Linked DNA regions of Pan troglodytes: region 2 is linked to region 1. The links are chromatin contacts, called in public Hi-C maps. All regions are on one chromosome and are shown on one strand. Each heading gives the region's core, a stretch centred on a gene start, on an enhancer-like site or on the middle of the called end of the contact. The rest is flanking DNA. Distances are from core to core; before and after follow the strand shown. Region 1 overlaps DST (dystonin). Region 2 holds the start of BAG2 (BAG cochaperone 2).

The links. A called contact is a pair of places that touch in the nucleus more often than the background predicts.
Region 2: a Hi-C map of stem cell-derived neural progenitor cells shows a contact between it and region 1, with 2.6 times the contacts expected there. The contact joins the promoter of BAG2 here to the enhancer-like site in region 1. A contact is called at or near these places in 1 of 7 Hi-C or Micro-C datasets (stem cell-derived neural progenitor cells) and 1 of 1 datasets of contacts at active chromatin or transcription factors (stem cell-derived excitatory neurons).

What each region holds. Positions count from the first base shown.
Region 1 is chr5:62,776,131-62,782,043 of NHGRI_mPanTro3-v2.0_pri, reverse strand. All of the region lies in intron 2 of DST (dystonin), which reads left to right. Among named protein-coding and RNA genes, the nearest start is that of DST, 43 kb to the left of the region's middle. Within about 2 kb of position 2,948, at least 4 of the 24 cell types and tissues checked have an H3K27ac peak or open chromatin away from gene starts, as enhancers often do. A contact at or near this core is called in stem cell-derived neural progenitor cells, where this site is marked.
Region 2 is chr5:63,035,071-63,040,983 of NHGRI_mPanTro3-v2.0_pri, reverse strand. BAG2 (BAG cochaperone 2) reads right to left here and starts at 2,413. Exons shown (of 4, transcript XM_063812495.1): 1 at 1,913-2,413; 2 at 326-518. The coding sequence starts at 339. It overlaps LOC107975177 (a long non-coding RNA gene), which reads left to right and starts at 2,559. Exons shown (of 3, transcript XR_010157727.1): 1 at 2,559-2,649; 2 at 3,582-3,675. It overlaps ZNF451 (zinc finger protein 451), which reads right to left. Exons shown (of 15, transcript XM_063812488.1): 15 at 4,478-5,913.

The DNA of each region.
Region 1 (5,913 bases), core at 1,699-4,198:
CTGTGGGCCCGTTGCTGAGAGAAGCTGAGCTCTGGCTGCCGCAAGAGCAGATTGCACTGACTGCTGCTCCTGTTTCTCAGTCAGCCTTCTTCATTTGCCTTCCTTAGCTTTGAATGGAGCTTGTTTCTCTCTAGAACTCTTGTCTATTCCCACTTTGCTTTTTCATATGGTTACTGTTACCTGTTTTTGATGTGTATATTGCCCAGTGTTTTGCCATTACTCTCATTTTTTGTATTGATGAGTTTCCTGTCCTCTAGAAGCTCTTTGTTGCTGGATCCTTCTTGTCATTGAATATTAAATATGGTTCGTAAGTCATTGATGGCACTGTTCAGGAAATCAGACTGTGTTTCAGGTCAGCTTCCCAGGAAAATAGACTTTGAGATGGAGACTCTATGCAGGAGATTTATTGGGGAGTGCCCTCGGGAAAAACACCCTAAAATAGTGAGGGAAGCAGGATTGGGCCAGGGAGGAATTATGTTGCATATGCCAATGGCCCCAAGATCCCACAGGAAGTTTCAGAGTTGTCCCTAGTTGAAGCAATCACTAGCCCTTCCCTGTTGACCAGCATTGGCCTGGGGGACGGGATGTGACAGCTAGCTCTTAGGCTGGAGGGCAATTCCCAGCTAAAAGCCATGCTGCCACCCTCTCAGCAACTGGCCCAAGGAATGGGGGAAAATGTGGGGTATGCCCCACATTATCCAGACTAGTTGTAGTTTTGAATATAGTGTAATTTCTACCCTCCTTTAATTTTAATATGGATGCAATGTTGGTTCCATACTTAATATGGGTGCATTGTTGGTTCCATACTTAATATGGATGCATTGTTGGTTCCATAAATATGCCTGAAAGCCAAGCATATTTATTTTCTTTTTATGGTTCATTTTGGTACAAAACATGAAGTTGATGAATTCAGTCTAAGAAAAAATAAGAGTGTAGGGCAATTTCAACAGAATAAACCCTGGCTTACTGAACAGCCACTGTTCATAAAAGTCTGCTGTCATTCAGTGGCTAATGACTTTATCCCTAAAAACCAAAGCTGGAGATGGGAAGGATAAAGGATTGCAGTAGGGTTGATAAAATTTGTGCAGACTTTTGCCTGGTAGTTGCAGTCTAAATATAAAAAAAATCATCAGATTAGAAAAATAATCCAACTGCATCATCTATGTGTTTGATGAAATAACATAACAGATGCTGTTTGATCTGCCTAGAAACTACAAACAGATGGAGTAGACATGGCTGCCAGAGAGAAATTAGGCTGACCTTATATTTCATAGACTAGGTTGTTGACTGAGAGTACAGATTAGCAGACCAAAACATCAAGTCAAAATTATTTTTCAGTCTGTGTTAGAAACAGAGTGCTCAAGGCCCTACAGGGTGCTATAGAGCAGGGGTTGGCCACATTTTTCTGTAAAGGGCCAGATAATAAGTACAGTATTTTTGACTTTGTAGGTCATATGATCTCTGTTGCAGCTACTTAACTCTGTGTTTGTGGCAGAGAAGTAGCCATAGACAATATGTAAATGAATGGACATGGCTGTGTTCCAGTGAAACTTTGCAAAAACAGATGGTGGGTCAGTTTGTCCGAAGAGTGATAGTTTGCTGACCTTTGGTGGAGAGCACATATCAGGTTGCTGAGTTTCAGTCCTCGAGCAGATACTTAGAAAGTATTAGGCAAACTTCTAAGTGTCCATTTCCTTATCTGTAAAATGGGCATTGAAAAAGTATTTACCTACTAGGAATATTACAAGAAATAGTGAGATAATGCATGCATAGTATTTGGCACATAGGAAATGCTTGATAAGTAGAAATAATTGTTTATGGAGCTGTAAAGAATTAAAGAGAGTTGAATGTAGTTAGGAGCTGAACAATGCTGGAAAAGTGTTAGATAAATGGGACTCAGATTCTGTTTGGCTATGTAATAAGATGTGTCAATGGAGCTCTTTTTGTCTTAGTTTTGTTTGAGGCCCCAATAGTTGTAGTCAGAAAGGCTCACATTGCCAGAGAGAGGAGTAGAGCCCTATGTAGGAGGTAGCTATAAATTTGATTTTGCCACCAGCTCTGTGGTAGACTGTGTTTTGCTCACCAATGTCTGTGTTCTTTTATTCTTGGCACATAACTAATTTTTTAGCTTCCCTTACAACTTGGTGATGACCTTGTAAATGGGTTCTAGTTAATGAAATGTAAGAAATGATGTGTGCCATTTACAGGTCTGGTGTACTGAAACCATGCACACAATCCTGGCCCTAGTTTCCATAATCCAGCAGAGTGGAGAGGATATTGAGGACCTAAAAAGCCATAGATGGAAGGTGCCTGGTGTTCTAAATGACTCTGTGGAGCAGAGCACCACCCCCACTTGCTGATCTATGCGTGACATGAGCGAGGCATAAACTTTTATTGTGTTAAGCTCCTGAGGTTTTGGTGTTGCTTGCTGTAGCCGTTAGTCTATGCTGATAGTTATAGTCAGCCATCACCGATTTTAGGTATATGGATAAAGGCTAAGGTTTCATCTGTGAGAGGTTAAAGAAGTGCTGTTCAGTAGAACTTTCTGTGAGAACACAAATGTTTTATCTGTATTATCCAATAGGGTCTCTACTAGCCACATATGATATTGAGTACTTAGAATATGGCTAGCATGCTTGAAAAGTTGAAATTTTAATTTAATTTTAATTAATTAAAATTTAAATAAAAATATGTGGCTAGTAGCTACTCTGTTAGACAGGTCAGGATTAGAGACTGGGGAATGTCTTAGCAGTGTGCTGCGCCCGACCCCAAGACTCCATAATAATTCCAAAGGGCCAGAGACTGTGGCTGGACCACTGTTCTAATGATGGAATGAGCAGAAAGGGCTGCACTGGAAACAGCCTGCTCTCCCAGAATTTGTTGGGGCAAAGGATACATGAATATTTCTTACAGCTGTCTTGGGAGAAAGAGCCTGGAGTCACTTTAAACCCCATCTAGGAGGAAACCAAAAGGAGTGATGTGACCTCATTGGAATGGTATGCTTTTGTGACTAGAAGTGGTTGGGAGACTTTTTAATTATCTGAGAATGACCAGAAAAATTATAGGATCTACACAAAATCTTATGTAGTATTGAGAGAAAAGGAACCCCTCATTGTGGATTTCAGAGGTCGGCCAGGAAAGAAAATGTAGTTTTTTTTTGAGTGTACACTATGATCCCTGCTTGGGCTAATCTAACATTTATAATTAAAAAGCACTTTAAGCTCTTTAAAGGAGAAGATGCTGTATCTCAAGTAGCTTCAACCTCGTAGTCTTTGTTTAGTCTTTTCCCCACCCGCATCCAAGACTGTGTTTAGTGTCTTAGGCTCATTTGGATGCAGAATCAGAGACATACTATATTTTAAGGCATGTTGTATGTATAATTTAATGGAAATCAAAGAAAAAGATCCATACGAGGGTCTGGCTTTACATGGATAGAACTGGAAGTTGGTTACAGATTAAAGGCCTCACTCCCTGCAGTAGCGAGATGCCATAGGAATGACTCCGTTCCACTCCACTAGCTGCTTCTTTTCCTTTTGCCCTTTTCACTTATGATTTCTGGCCCCTGATAGCCTCAGCCTATACCAGGGGCACACAGTTTCCATGAATCCTTCTACGTCCTTGTTACTCAAAGTTTGGTCTGCAGACCAGCAGCATCAGAATACCCTGGAAGCCTGTTAGAAAAGCAGACTCTCAGGCCCCACTCAGACCCACTGCATTAGAATCTGCATTTTAATAGGATTTCCAGGTGATCCATGTACATATTAAAGTTTGAGAAGCACTGATCTATAGAGTTAATTCCCTCCCTTCCTCCTTCCCTTCCTCCCTTGCAGCCTCTATGCTAAGCAGCCCAGGCTCTCAGTTTTTCTCAGACTCTCAAAGGAAAAACTCTGATAGACACAGCCTAAGTGTCAGGAACCAGCAACCATAACTGGAGGGGTGTGAGGCTACAGTACAAAACATGCTTCCTCAGGCAGCAGGGACTGTGGGTGGAGCCTTTTGTTTAAGAAGGGAATGTTTGACATTATTAAGAGATTTTAAAATATTTTCATTTACAAAACTGCACCTAAGTTGTAGTTCATTTGCAATTTAGAAAACATTAAGGCTCTCTGATTGTTTAAATCGGTGCTTCTTACCAGCAGGAACTAATAAGCAGTTGATATAATATCAGTCAATATGAAATAAACACTGTATTACTAACCTGTGAAAGTTTATCTAAAATAAATGTACAGGCCGAGCACAGGGGCTCATGCTTGTAATCCCAGCACTTTGGGAGGCCGAGGTGGGTGGATCATTTGAGGTCAGGAGTTCAAGACTAGCCTGGCCAACATGGTGAAACCCTGTCTCTACTGAAAATATAAAAATTAGCCAGGTGTGGTGGTATATGCCTGTAATCCCAGCTACTTGGGAGGCTGAGGCAGAAGAATTGCTTGAACCCAGGAGGTGGAGGTTGCAGTGAGCTGACAGCATGCCACTGTACTCCAGCCTGGGTGCTGGAGTGAGACTCCATCTCAAAATGAATAAATAAAATAAAATAAAATAAAATAAATGTACAATTCAACTAGGCACAGTGGCTCATGCCTATAATACCAGCACTTTGGGAAGCTCAGGTGGGAGGATTTCTTGAGGCCAGGAGTTTGAGACCAGCCTGGGCAACATGTGAGACCTTGTCTCTTTAAAATATTAAGTGGATGTAGAGGTGCATACAGGTATTCCCAGCTGCTCAGGAGGCTGAAGAAGGGGGATCACTTGAGCCCAGGAATTCTAGGCTACAGTGAGCTATGATCACACCACTGTTCTCTAGCCTGGGCAACTGAGCGAGACCTCATCTCTATAAAATAATAAATAAAAAGAAATGTGCAGTTCCTTAGACTTTTCCAAAACAGACTTTTTGTTGTCATCATACCTCCAGGGACCAATGTTCTATACCAAACAATGACTAGTTATTAGAAAAGATTTTAAAAAGGTAATATTTTGCCCCACTTTCCTTTACTTGCCAGGGAATACATTCTCTCTGAAAACAGAAAGGTATCTTCTAGATACATTATTTTTTTTCCCCGCTGACAAAGTGACTTCCAGGACCAATCTTTTAATGTAGGGTTATTAAAACAACAAACAGTTAAATTGCTCTAATCCTGAGGGTCCCCCTGCATATAGCACAATGGGATACAGTATTATTAAGACCAAAACTACTCATTCACCACACAGTAAGGGGCAGGACCTTTGGTTTCTCAGACTGTACTCACATGATGGTGGCATCAGCATCACTGGAGGATTTGTTAGGAATGCAGATTCTTAGCCCTATCCCAGACTTAATGAATCAGAAACTCCGAGGGTGTGGCCCAGAAGTCTGTATTTTAATGAGCCTTCAAGGTGGTTCTGATGCTTGATAAAGTTTGAGAACCAGTGAGTCTGGGTAGTGCAAACTCCTATAGCAAATATATACTCATTGGCTCAAACAAAATACAAATCTGTTTGTTTGTTGTTTATTTAAAGGTACAGGTGTGGTAAACAGGTTGGTAGAGTGGCCTCTTTCATGTAGTTATTCAGGGACTTGGGCTGCTGGAAGCATGGTTGCTTCAAAGGTCATGCTGGCCAAAAGAGGAGAAGAGCATGGAGAAGTGGCTGTGGGAAGTGTTTATATGCTAGGTCCAGAAATGGCTTACATATATACACATTTCATTGGCTAGAGCTCAGTCACATGGCCTTATCTAACTGCAGGGGAGGCTGGGAAACGTAGCCTAGCTTGTGACCAACAAAAAAAGGCAAACATGGATAAAAGACAGAACTATGAAAGAAACCAATTACATTGAAATATAAGTTATTAGAAATATTTTTGACAGCAGTATAGGTACTTTTTAATTAATGCGTTGAATAACAAGATCTAGTGGTGTTACAGGAAAGGAGTCCTGATTG
Region 2 (5,913 bases), core at 1,164-3,663, 260 kb before region 1:
AAAAACTTTAATAGGATCTATATTAGCATTTTTCTCTATTTTTGCTTACCTTCGGAAATCCTTCCTTTTCAGCTAGTATTACTTTTTTAAAAAGAAGAAAAAAGGCCTACAAAAGTCCAGAATTACTAAAAAAAATCCTTGAAATGAACAGCCACATATTAATCACTTTTCTCCTCAGCTCAAATGTTAATTAAGCAAGTTGTCATTTAATCACTGATGTGCAATCAGAATTCATTTTACATTAATCAAACAGTAGAATATAATAATATTCAAAACCTGAGGCTTTCTTTTAAAGAGGAGCACTTCAGAGTGCTTTTGTACCTACCACATGTGAGGCATTAATTCAAGTTGGAGGACAATGACTCAGCTTGAAGGAAGGCGGAGTGGAGTAACAACCTCCCCATTCCTTTAGGAAAACTTTTCTTTCTGGCTAAGGGAGAGGAGAATGAAGTGGTTGAGAACATGCCCTCAACGTTCTGAAGACATGGAGAGATGTGTGTTACTTGTTATGTGGCTCCCTAAAAAGAAACATTACCAGTTAGAGGGACTTCAAATAACTGAGGCCACCAATTTCTACTTTCGCTCTACTTTTTCTGGGAGTGGAACGGTCAGGTTTGCCAGTATTGTGAAAATCCATGAGGAAGCATTACTTCTCTCTTCCACTTGCCTCATTCTGAGTGGAACCCCAGAACCTGGTGTAGGGCTTAATAATCCAAGAAATTATTTTGAGTGGAGAATCTCTCACTCTCTGGCTCTTTTCTCCCAATAGTAACAATAATAATGCTTCACTTGTTAAGAGATACCGTGGTTATTGAAGTATTTTCTCAGCAAACAGATACTTCATGTTTGGGTGTATTAATGTAGGAAGATAAAGACACACATGCAGTGTTTCCTAAACTTTTTGGCTCACATGCTTCTTTGCTCATGCACAACCTAGAGAAAACTATGTAACCAACTCCTGTGTACAGTTTCACGGAATTGCAGGTGCCTAACAAGATTTTCTTTTAACTACACGTGCTCACAAAATTTACACAGTAACTTGAGACAAACGTTCACAGGAAGTAGATAAAACTTTTCAATACACCGTTAAAGTCTTTCCAAAAATCTATTAACATTAAATTGTTTAGAAATTCTATACAAGTCTACTACTGTATTACCAAATAAAATCTTAAGCAAGAAAAGGGGAAAACTATCTTTTCATGCTTTCAGGCCAGTGACTAGCACTTAGTCTTCTATGTAGGGAGGTGCCCAATAAATACCGAGAGACTAAGGGAACCGCTGACTCCCGTCCGCGAGGTGAGGGGAGAAACAGAAGCGGCAACGTCTCTGCTGCACGAAGCACCCGGTAACTTACTGCCTACCCCTCACTCCTGTCTAATCTTTGCTCTCAATGGATTGCTGGGTTGGTTTTGTTTTATTCATTTTTGTTCTGAAGCAAGGAAACTTAACTTCACGTGGAGGGCCACTGTAAACTGCTGCCTCCCTTAAAAAATCCATAACGGGAGAAGAGTAAGTTAAAACGTTTGGGGCCACACAGAAGGTTCTAGAAGTTCTGCAGACCCAAGCTGCCACAGTCCTTAATCGCATGGAATCTCACCGTAACTTTTATCTCCTCCGATTTTTTTCCGCTCCCTAACACCTAGGTAAATTAATCAAAGTGTGGCCACCGATAACGCCCTCACAGGTTTAGCTTAAATCGAATGCGTTTTCTCTCGGACTAGGGGAGATAATCCAAGAAACAAACAAAACTACACCACGTCCATCCACAACAAATCTCAACAAGCAACTTCGGTTGCCGCAGCCTCACTGTGCCCCAGGCCCCGGCCCGCCACACGCGGCCTCCGTCCGCTAACCGCCCGCGAACCGCCCGCGCGGCGAGCAGAACGCCCGAGACCGCCCGCCCGGAGCTCACCTGAGCTCCAGCTGGTCCAGGCTCTCCAGCAGGCGGCTGGAGCGGTCAGCCATGGAGGAGGAGCGGCAGAAGCGCCCCTCGTTGGCTTTAGCGTTGATCTTCGCCTGAGCCATCTAAGCCTCCGACGCGGGGTAGCCAAGAGGTCACCGGCCCCTCCGGCGGCAGCGAGTGGAGCGCTCCTTGGGCTGCAGGCGCCGCCGTCACCACGCGGGCGCCCGCCCTCCCTCTGACGCCCGCGCGGGCAACCCGGGAGGACTCGCCGACACCGCGGCTGCAGCGTAGCCAAAGAAGGGCAGGCGCGGCGCCCGCGGGGCTCGGGGACGCCGGGCCTGGGAGGGGGCTGCAGCGGCTGGAGTTAGAGGTTCGCGAGCCACACGGGCTCGAGGATGGGCCGACAGGGGCTCGGGCCTGGGGAGCGCAAGTCTCTGAGGCACGGGAGGGGCGGACGCAGAGACCGAGCGCCTAATGTGGCCAGCGGACCTACTGCTCCCCGGACCCAGGAACTACCCGAAGCCCGCGCGGACCCACAGACCACCCCCAGCTCCGCCCCGCGAGGCCCCGCCTCTTCATGCAACCTAAAAGTAACCAACTCCCCCCACGCGAAGGTTCCTATCGGTCGACGGGCTGTGGGTGTATTGCTCAGTGACGGCTTCGTTTAGTTTCTCCCAGCACCCATAATTCAAAGCAAGAACAACGACATTATGGGGAGAAAACGTCCTTTTGTGAAACAGAAGGCAGTAAGTACAGCTCCTAGGCAGCCCACACTCACCTGACCTTCCTGTTACCACTTTATACTGAGATGAGAGTAATGAAAGCCCGGACAACACTGAAGCTATGAAGTAAAAAAGAAAAAGCTACTCCATCTTTCCCTGTCTAGCTAGATGTGGGAAGCAAAGTGAATTTACTTCATTTTTACCATTCTAATTTTCTTTTGTTTTTGAGATAGGGTCTAACTGTCGCCCACGTTGGAGTGTAGTGGCGCGATCACGACTTACTGCAGCCTCGACCTCCCGGGTTCAAGCGGTCCTCACGCCTGGCTTAATGAAGGGGTTTTAAATTTTTGCTATTAAAATTATTCCTGTTGAGCGAGCCGAGATCTCGCCACTGCACTCCAGCCTGGGCGATAGAGCGAGACCTTGTCTCAAAAAAATAAATAAATAAATAAATATTCTGAGTGAAATAATTGGCATTAAAAAGTCCTCAACTTTTAAAAATCCTCTGTTAACAAAAAAGATGCAGTAGGCCTCTAGGTCAGGCACCAGCTGTCGGTAAAAGACGGAATAGAGCTGAGGATACAAAGATTAGTCTACTTAAAAAGTTAGGCTTTAGTCCCCTCTCCTGATAGCTCTATGCCTCTCATTGCAAGGATGACAATGTACAGGGCACAGAAAATGATAGATAATAATAGTTTAAAGCTGAGCCACCACCTTTAATCAGAGATCAAAGCCATTTAAATACTTGAACAGAGTTGAAGCCCTTAAGGCTGGATCCCAATTCCCTCTGAACTCATTTTAAATCCTAATTAACTCTTGGGGTAGGGGATTATTTGACCTTATTAAAAATAACTTTATCATGACACAAACGAAAACAAAACACATTTTGTGAGTGGTTTGAAAGTCTATCAAGTGACTTTAGAATCATCCTGAACTCTTTTTCTCTCTTATCCTAGATCCACCCCATTAGTAAACCCCATCAATTTTGCCTTCAGAATATATCCAGATTCTTCCCAATTCTACCGCCACCATTCTGGTTCAAGCTACCTGGTAAGTTTGCACCTGGAATACTACAATACCTTCCTCTCTGGTCTCCCTGCTTCTACTCTTGCCTCTCATGTACATGTTATCTCAGTGCAGCAACTACAGCAATCCTAAATAAGGCAGATCATACCATTTATTCTCAGAAACCTTCACTGGCTCCTCACCTCAAAGTAAAAGCCCAGGTCATTAGAAAAACCTCAGTAAGTTCATTTCCTATTACTCTCCTAGCTCATCCTGTCAGCCATACTAGCCTTCTTGCTTTTCCTTGAATATACTAAGCTCCTGTCTGGACCTTCACCTCCTCCACCTGGAACTCTCTTCCCGATATGTATTTTCATCCTCATTCCCTCACCTTCTTCAGGTCTTTGCTCAAGTTTACCTATCAGTGATATCTTTTCTGACAACCCTATTAAAAATAGCAAGCCTCCCCCCAACTCCCTGTCCCTGCACTATTTATTCCCTTCCCTTCTTTATTTTCCGTCGTTACACGTATCACCATCAGATATGCAGTTTTATTGACTTGCTTACTAACATTGTACAATCCCCTCCTCTCCACCAATATGTGCTCCACAGAGGGGTAAGGGCTTTGTTTTGCTTACTGGTATATTCCAAGTGCTTAGAACAGTTGCTGGCACATGGTGAGTACTCAATATTTTGTGATTGAATGAATTAATGAGTGAATGATGTAATGAAAAGATAAGCATCTTTGTCAATGTTAGAAACATTTACTTCTGACGATAATCCATATAACTTCCTCTGATGTTACACAGCGATTACATCTCCTTGTGTCTAAATTAAAGTCAAAGTATGAATTTTAAGATGATTTTTAATTATTTAACAAGTAGAAATACAATCAGTGACAATTATCAATTAAAACATTAAACAACCCAGTTACCTTTTCTTAACAGTCATGATGAAATATCCCTTTCCTGTCTTATCAGAAGCCTTAATTATTCTCTACCACACACACCACAAAAGCTTCTTAATAGAGCATCAGTGTCCATCACACCTTTGTGTAGAATCTCTGGCAACAAGGTGCTGTCTCCTCTTGCCCTGCCCCCACATCTGCTTAACTACTCTTCTTTCTGGAATGCCTCTTTTGCTCCTATTTTGTGAGCTCCTGCAGATGTGTTTAAGGTCCAGCTCAGTGACTACCTCCTAGAGCCTTGCTTGACCACTTAAACATACAAACTAAAAGCACAATGTGGTCATTTTGGAAAGATGATTGATAAATTCTCAAGCCACAATGTCTAGTTTTTAAAAAATGCAAGCAGGGAGGAACAGAAGTGACATATCAAGAAATTAAAAACACAAATTATAGATTGAAAAGACTATAGTAATAAAAAAATTCAATTTCACACTAAAATATTTAGTGTTACAGAGAAGGAACAAAATTCTAGCCTTTATATTTTGTCTTAAATATAAAGAAAAGCTTTATATTTATAGAAATGTTTTTAAGTTTGGTAAATAATTACTACTAAAAATTTTTAGAGATAAGACATTTCTGGTTAAATAACATGAAGCATATACACAAAGATAATATGACAAGCCCTTCTTAGTCTTCTACTTATGTCGTATTTTTTATTACTCACAATGGGGCCTCAATATTTAAGAATTAAATATGTAATACCAAATGAAGGAAACTGACAATTCAGTGAATAACTAAACTGAAAACACTTCACATGAAATAAAAATTTAAAGAGTTAAGGAAGATTATTCCTGAGTAGGCTTTCAACATTATTTCTTGAAGAATATTATGTTTACACAAATATATAAAAAAGGACTGTTATGAAAAATAATTTTATGCAAATATTCTGACACCATTCCCTTTAACCAGGAGACCATACAAGTCACATAAAAGTCTAAGCAGGTAAAAGGAATGGAAATTGTTTCATTTAAATTATTTCTCAAAAATTAAGGTGTATTTTTTATTTTAGCAATGTGCTGCTCTAATTAAAGCAATAATTTACATATGCATGGCACCCACAAAGAACATTGCTGATAAAATTTTAAATGTTTCCATGCTCAGTTTCCATTACCCTCTTCTAATAAACATAAACAAAGATCTCAAAGGTATTATATAATAGTGCCACATGAGAAGTAGAATTTATGGAAAACTTGACCTATGTCACCTTTTTTATATTCATTTTCACTCCTAAAAAAATAAACTAGCATCATTTGTACAGTACAAATAAAATTAAAGAACTAATGCTATTTGGGAAACAACTGTCAAGAGCTTTCCTT